Linked DNA regions of Mus musculus: region 2 is linked to region 1. A link is a contact called in public promoter capture Hi-C data. All regions are on one chromosome and are shown on one strand. Each heading gives the region's core, a stretch centred on a gene start, on an enhancer-like site or on the middle of the called end of the contact. The rest is flanking DNA. Distances are from core to core; before and after follow the strand shown.

Region 1 (3,676 bases), core at 1,086-3,585:
TGAGAGAGGGGAAGAGAAGAGGGAAAAGGGCCCACGAAGCCAGGGGAAAGGAATGTCAGTTCTACTTGTTTGTAATAGGGTTGGAAACACACAAATGTGTTGCAAGAGCTGCCTTACTGTGCCTGTGTGCTTAGTACCCAGGAGGAGAGCCCTGGAGCTGTAGAAGAGAAAGACAAAGAAATATCAGACAGAAAAATTAAGGATAAATAGGAGCAAAAATTCAAACTTTTTCACAACACCTTGTTTTTGCTTTTCTTTTGACAGCAGACAACCATGGCAAAATGTTGTCCCACAGGATAAACAGGCATATGCCTGGAAGGACTTCCTAAACCCTATACTCCACTCCATGTTAGTTACCTTTCTCAAGTTGCATTGGGGTGCTTTAGACTTTCTCTACTGGCTTTGGACTTTAGATGCCTTATAAAGGGGGCTGGGAGAGCAGACCTGGAGGCTGCTTCAGCTACCTTTACACAACTTCTCTCACTTCCAAGACCTCCTCTGAGAAGGTAAGGAACGAACTCACTGAAGCACCTCAAATCTATCAAACAAGACATGATCTTGGATGTGATCTGATAGCTTGTGATTCAGGACAGCATTGACCCCTCTAACCACCCTTCAACTCCCCTCCCCGAACCCCGCTGGTTGTTTCAGGATTCCCCCTCCCCAAATACTGTTCCTTATACTGTGTCACTTTACCTGAATACGCCCCGGGGCAGGGTTCAGGGATCAGGGTATTACACAGCCCAATTGGCCTTGGTCTCCAGTGGTGTCTCCCCTTCCCTGACGGTCTTCCTGTCGCGTTCGTCCCCACTTCGAGGGTAGGCAAGCAGACGCATGGCAGGGGCGCAGGCGGTTTCCACTTGGCGCACCTGCTCTTGGCTCAGACGTTCGCGCCAGGCGTGCACAGCCTCTCGGGCGTCCCGCGCAGACAAGTGGAAGGGACGATCGGCGCCGTAGGCCGAGCCCCGCGTCATATTGAATGCGAAGGCATCAAGCGCGGCGAGTGTCCGCAACCCAGAGAAGCGCAGCAGGCGGCGCAGCTGGGCTTGGGGCTGCCACACCAGGTCCTCATAACGCAGCCGCAGGTAGCGACGCCTCAGCCAGGCGGGCGCGCCGCGGGTGAATAGCAGGTCGCGAAGCCACGCTTCACAGATCACCTCAAGCGCGCTGGTTAAGAAGAAATCAGCGCGTGGCGCCGAGGGCAGAGCCCGGGCCTGGCCTCCCGGACGGGCATCCACTCCATGCGCCAGCAGCACCCGGTGGAAGTGGTCGCCCCTCTGGCGCGTGCGCAGCACCTGGATGCTTTCGCGCAGCAGTCCCTGCCTCGACTTGAGGCGCGAGTTGTGCACGGCCCGAGGGTCTCGGAAGAGTTGCACCACCTTTAGGTTGAGGCCTGGGTCACGCAGCAGAGGGACCAGCACTCCCAGGTCCAGTAGCCGCACGTCTTTGATGACCACCACCGGGTACTTGCGGCACTCGGCCTCCAGGGCGCGGAGCGAAACGGGCGGGCAGGTACTTTCGCAGGCTTTGTCCTCGACGAGTCCCACGTCCGCGCGTGCCCGGGGCGCGGCGGGGCACAGAGGCGGCGAGCAGATGACCTTGTTGGTCCGCCAGCGGAAAAGCATGGCCGTGGTGAGGTTGGCCGAGTCCGGTGCTCGCTCCCCAGGGTCCCCAGGCTGCGCGTACAGGCGCAGCACAGAGAAATCACAGCGGAAGAGGGAGCGCAGCATGTCTCTTAGTGCGCCCTGCAGGCTCTCCGCGTCGCCCGGATACAGTGCCTGCCACAGATGCCACATGGGCTCGTACAAGTAGAAAACGTCCGGGTGCTGGTTGAAGAGTTCGCCCAAGAAGGACGAGCCGGTGCGCCAGGTGGCATGCACATAGATGTGTTGCTTTTCCTGGGTCACCGCCTCACCGACGGCGCTGAGGTTGCCGGGGGACCCGGGGGATCGATCCGGGTTTCCTTCGGCCAGGGACCGCACCTCAGCGCCCTGCTCACGTTCCCCGGCCGCCGCCGCCTCCAGGCTCCACACACCCAAGCTGCGCTGCAGGCCGGGGCAGTTCCTGCCCTTGTCCTGCTCGCTGTGGCTGTCCAGTACAGAGGGGACAAGAAGTAGCAAAAGCGTGTACAGCGCCAAGAGCAGCGTGAACTTGCAATACTCTCGGCGCCGCCGCCGCCGGCCCTTCATAGTTCACCGAATCCTCACTCTCCCCACCCAGAGCAGAGTAGGCGCCTGCTGGTTCTGTCCAGAAAACCCAGCCCAAAGTCCTCGGCTCCGGCCTCTTCGGGTCTCCCTCAATGTTGGGTGGAGCGGAGTGGAGCAGCCGGGCGGTGTATCCACTACAGGAAACTTGGGAGGCAGTGGTGGCGGCACACTCAGCCTCCTTCTTGGCTCAGCCTCTTGAGAGCGCTCATTGGCCGGTTCAGCAGCTGCAGGCCCTGCCCATGGTACCCGAAACTTCTCCCCGCCCACTTACGCTCTGCTCCTGGGTTTGCTCAACGCCGGGCTAGAGCTGGACAGGGCTGCCACAGGGCAGGGACACCCTCTGGGGTGCACTGAGTGTACTCCACCTTTCCCTAACTCCTTCAAAACGAATTTAAGTTTGCTAACCAACCAACTTCAGGCAAGGGAGAGTCACAATGTGTACAGAAGGCATCCAGTGACTGGACATGATTCCCCACCTGGAGAATGACACTTTTTTTCTTCCTGTTTTGGTCCCAGCAGAATCCAGAAGAGGGCACTGGATCACCAGAAACAAGAGTTGCAGATGGGTGTAATCAGAGCTATAGGTGTTTCAAACCAAACTTGGGTCTCCAGTAAGTGGTCTTAATCACTGAACTAATTCTCCAGCCCTTCTCTTGTATTCCTTATATATGAAAACTATTTATTTTGTATTTGTCAATCATTGTTTCTTGCCCACAATTCTCACACTTTCCAGCCACTTGTATATATATTCTTTATTTCTGATCCACCTTGCCCACTCCCTTTACATTTTTCTCAAATCTTCGTGTTCATCTAAAAGACTATGGGCAATTCTCTCTCTCTCTCTCTCTCTCTCAAATTATATTCGTGTGTGTGTGTGTGTGTGTGTGTGTGTGTGTGTGCGTGCGTGCCTGTGTGCCTGTGTGTGCACATGTATGGAGGTCAGAGGACAACATGAGGGAGTTGGTTCTCTTCTCTCATCTTGCATGTCCTGGAGACTGGCGATTGAACTCAGGTTGCTAGGATCAGCTCTAGGCAAGTGCTCTCACTGAGCCATCTTACTGGTCCTGTGCCATTATTTTAATAACACTCATGGCAATAAACTAAACTTCCTTGCCTTCTGTCATTCATTACTCCCCTAGAAAAGCCATTCTTTCCCAAACCCACAAACACAATTGCAAAACATTCCATAAAGGACATGTTTACACCAAGAGAAATTTAACACCATTAACCTCAGACATCCTGTCAATTCCAAATCTCAAGCCTCTAGGACTATTCAAAATTCTCTGCTCTTCTCCAACCAGGGGTACCACTGCACTCCTTTCCCAACAGTGTCATTACTTGCTACTTTTTTGTCAGAAGAAACCATGTTGAACCTCTTCATTTTCCATCAGTAACATTCACTCACTTATGTATTAATCTCCTTTGTAGCAAGGATACTATTTTGCAACATAAAATTAATAGCTTCCATT
Region 2 (3,547 bases), core at 660-3,159, 560 kb before region 1:
TTTCAACCTCCCAACAAGATGCCAACTATACCCCCAACAAGGCAGTCAGAAACCCTGAAAGGCTTTTGGAGGGGGGAGGCGGCTAACATGGCAACAAGACAGCTGCCACCTCCCTGGGCTTTTTGGCCAACACAGCTCTGATCCTCAACACAGCAAGTAGTTCCGCCCTAATGTGCAGCCAGGTCCCCAGGTGAATCTCTCCCCAGGGAGCTTAGGCTAAGCTTTCCAGAGGCAAAAGGGGCCTCTTTCCCAAGTGGTTCCAAAACATCTTGTTCTACTGAGTGACAGGGACAGCTACTTCATCCAACTTTTGGGACTGCCTTGAGAAGTACAAGATCTGAGAGTGTCATGACCCAACCAGAGATCAAAATTACCCCTGAATCTTTAGCTGCCACCCATTTGTACAGGAACCAAGTAAAGCTAGGCGGGTATAGTACTTGCCCAACGGTAGGTTGCCACAACACCTTTTCTCTTAAGTACCTATTTTCTCTTCCAACTCAAGGATCAGTTAACTTCCCCCAGATGGGGAAAAGAATCACAGGCAGGAACCCCAGTGGATGAGAACCTGACACAAAATGCTCAATGGCAAAAGAATGAGTCTAATTTTGTTGCATACACAGCACAGAAAAGAAACAAAGTTACAGACAAGCCCCCAAAATAGCCAAGGGCCAGGATCACAGGATACCTATAAGAGACACAATTAAACGGATTTCCCTTTGAATATATAGACCTCACTGTTACAGATACAACTCCCAAAAGAAGAAACGCCGGATATATATATTCTCTGCACCCCCTCCCCAAACTAACTAAGTTGGGGTCGATCAGTAACAAGCCTGCTTCCTGATAAGGATCAGAGGTCAGATACAGACCCCAAGGATAAAAACCATATTCACTTTCTTTCTCCGCGCTTGTCACCCTCATTCCCACCACATAAATGAATAGAGGCCGCAGCCAGAGTATTTCCCCGTGGATAGTTAAGTAACAAGGGCAGTCAGCACAACCCTCCTCTAAGAACACCCCCCGCAAAGTCGCAAACACGCGCGTTTCAAAAGATAAAAAGTTCGGTGGGCAAATACAGTAAGTCACAGTACCCCACTCCCATCTGTCTCTCCCTTCCCCCAACCCGCGTGCACCCATCCCGCGTCCCAATCGCGCACGCGCTTTTGCTTTCATAAGAAAAAAGCTGGGGTGGGGGACCATACCCCCTCTTCAGGTGCAGGCTGTGCAGGCATCCCTCAGCTCTGTGCGAACTCCGAGGGTACAGTCCGTCCCCGCGCCTCTTCTATGCACACCGGCCCTCTCCCCCTCCCACGCGCCCAGCTCCTTTACCTCCGATCCCACGACCCGCAACGGCGCTCACCTTCTCGGCCCGGGCTGTCAAGGGAGGGCTCCCAGGCATCACCTCCGCCCGCCACCACCTCCTTCAGAACTGTTAGTTCAAATGGGAGCCAATGCATGCAACTACCAAGTCCAAGACTGGGAGCAAAAAGGAGGAAAGGGGGAGGGGAGACGCGACCGACGCGTTGCCCTCCCAAGGAAACTCGGTGCCACCTCCTCCTAGCCGGCCACAGTCACCAACACAAAATGGCGACGAGAAGAGAGCCGGCGATCCGACCACCATCCACCTACTAAGGGAGCGCGCTCTGGCCGGCCTTGACGATTGGTTGCCGGTCACCATTGGCTGGCCCTGGCATTCTCTGATTGGCAAGCATATGCTACCTCCCCATTCCCTGTGAGAACGGCCCAGGAGTCCAGAAAAAAGAGTAGCTATTGGCTACCCCTAAGAGGCCCGCTCTTTAGAAGCTTGCTGTCCTTTGAAGTTGAAAGACAACTAGAAGCTCCACCTCTTTCCCTACAGGGCCATCTAGATGTCACCGCTTTCTTCTTACGAAGAAAATGAACAGACCTCTCAAAAACAACTCTCTCCCAGACTAACAGAAATGATAACGTTGATTCGGTAGCGACACGGCGTGGGAGGCAAAATAGAGTCCGCACCTCGCCGAACTCGTAAACAAACTTAGGCCGGGGATCTATTTAGCAAGGTAAGGGCGGAGCGACAAAAATCGCGCTGGGATCAACCGCAGCTGCGCACATTGTATTTCCGTCTCCCTCCCCCCCCCCGCCCCCCAGGACTCCGCAGTACAAGCTGTCATGGCGGCCCGACTGTTAAGCTTGTATGGTCGCTGCCTGTCAGCAGCGGGGGCGATGAGAGGGCTCCCGGCTGCTCGCGTTCGCTGGGAGTCCTCCAGGGCTGTAATCGCCCCATCCGGTGTGGAGAAAAAGCGGCAACGAGAACCGACCATGCAGTGGCAGGAGGACCCAGAACCCGAGGACGAAAACGTCTACGCGAAGGTGAGAGGGAGGGGGGAAAACGGGACGCTGTAGGGGCCAATCTGGACCAGGGAAACCAGTGTCAAAGCGGACATTCTCCGGCCCGAGATTTGAGCAGTGGACAAAATCTTCGAATATTCAGAAATTTTGCCTAGCTTGTTTTTCTCTTTCGTTGCCTTATTTGCAGTCAGAAATCACACTGAAAGAGGGCAGCACCCAAAGCATGTTAGAAACTTTATAATTAGGGTAATACTAAACTCTAAGGTAACACGTGCATAATGCCAGGCTGTGCTAGACACTTTGTATCTATTTACTCATCTCAATTCTAAAGTAGCGTGATTTTGAAGTAGGCACTATAACTGTTACTGAAGTAGGCACTGTAACTGTTACAGTGACATAGATGAGGATACTAAAACACAAGTTGCTAGCCCAAGATCACAGCTTGAGTAGGTCATGGAGCTGATTATTTGCATTCAGGACTGAATTCCTGTGCTTTATGGAGAGCAGAGATTCTGGAGTCAGACATCTTGGGTTGAAAATTATTCACTTGTATGACCTTGGACAAGTAATTTAATCTCTTGGTGCCTCGGTTTCTTTGTAAAGTGAGAAAAGTACTAGGAAAGCTAAGAAAAACACACCTGCTTCATATGAGTCAGAATGGTCACTGCAGCTCTTACCACTTACTTCAGAAGTACTCCAAATTAGAAGGTGTTTATTATTGCCATTTCCACTCTACTGAGGATATTGTGAGGTTTGTGTTTTTGAAAAGGCCTAGTATATTCAACATTAACATCTGATTGAAGATCTTAAATTATTATAGGGTCCTATAGAATAAGTGGACCCATAGGAAATTGCCAATATCCAAACATTTTTTTAATCTTTATAAATAGCACTTTCCAAGGATGAAACTTAACAGACAGGGTGAGCACTCCCAAACAAGTACGTGAGGCCAATTATTCATTTGGAAAGAAAGTCAAAATCTTGGATGGGGAGATGGTGATGAATTCAGTGGTGATTAGATTTGGAAGAAGAGCTTTCTAGGCCTCGAGAGCAGCAAATGTCACAGCCCTGTGGTGGGAAGGAATTTCACGTATCCTAAAAGTAGAGAAAGGATTTTAATCAGGGATAAGAGATTGGTTAGAGATTGGAGGGCGGATTAGAGACCAGGTCATGCAAGGCCAGGATATAACTTTATGGAGCAGCAAGAAGCCCTAAT

Evidence for each region. Promoter capture Hi-C pulls out the DNA fragments that hold promoters and counts their contacts.
Region 2: a promoter capture Hi-C map of pre-B cells shows a contact between it and region 1. The contact joins the promoter of Rbm10 here to the promoter of Chst7 in region 1. A contact is called at or near these places in 8 of 39 promoter capture datasets (the 3T3-L1 cell line, the C10 cell line, cranial neural crest and 3 more), 1 of 484 Hi-C or Micro-C datasets (uterus), 2 of 115 datasets of contacts at active chromatin or transcription factors (astrocytes and pancreatic cancer cells) and 2 of 9 other capture datasets (adipose tissue and macrophages).

What each region holds. Positions count from the first base shown.
Region 1 is chrX:20,058,229-20,061,904 of GRCm38.p6, reverse strand. Chst7 (carbohydrate (N-acetylglucosamino) sulfotransferase 7) reads right to left here and starts at 2,335. Exons shown (of 2, transcript NM_021715.1): 1 at 697-2,335. The coding sequence starts at 2,189. The coding sequence ends at 735.
Region 2 is chrX:20,615,865-20,619,411 of GRCm38.p6, reverse strand. It overlaps Rbm10 (RNA binding motif protein 10), which reads right to left and starts at 1,909. Exons shown (of 24, transcript NM_145627.3): 1 at 1,361-1,909. Ndufb11 (NADH:ubiquinone oxidoreductase subunit B11) reads left to right here and starts at 1,793. Exons shown (of 3, transcript NM_019435.5): 1 at 1,793-2,352. The coding sequence starts at 2,152.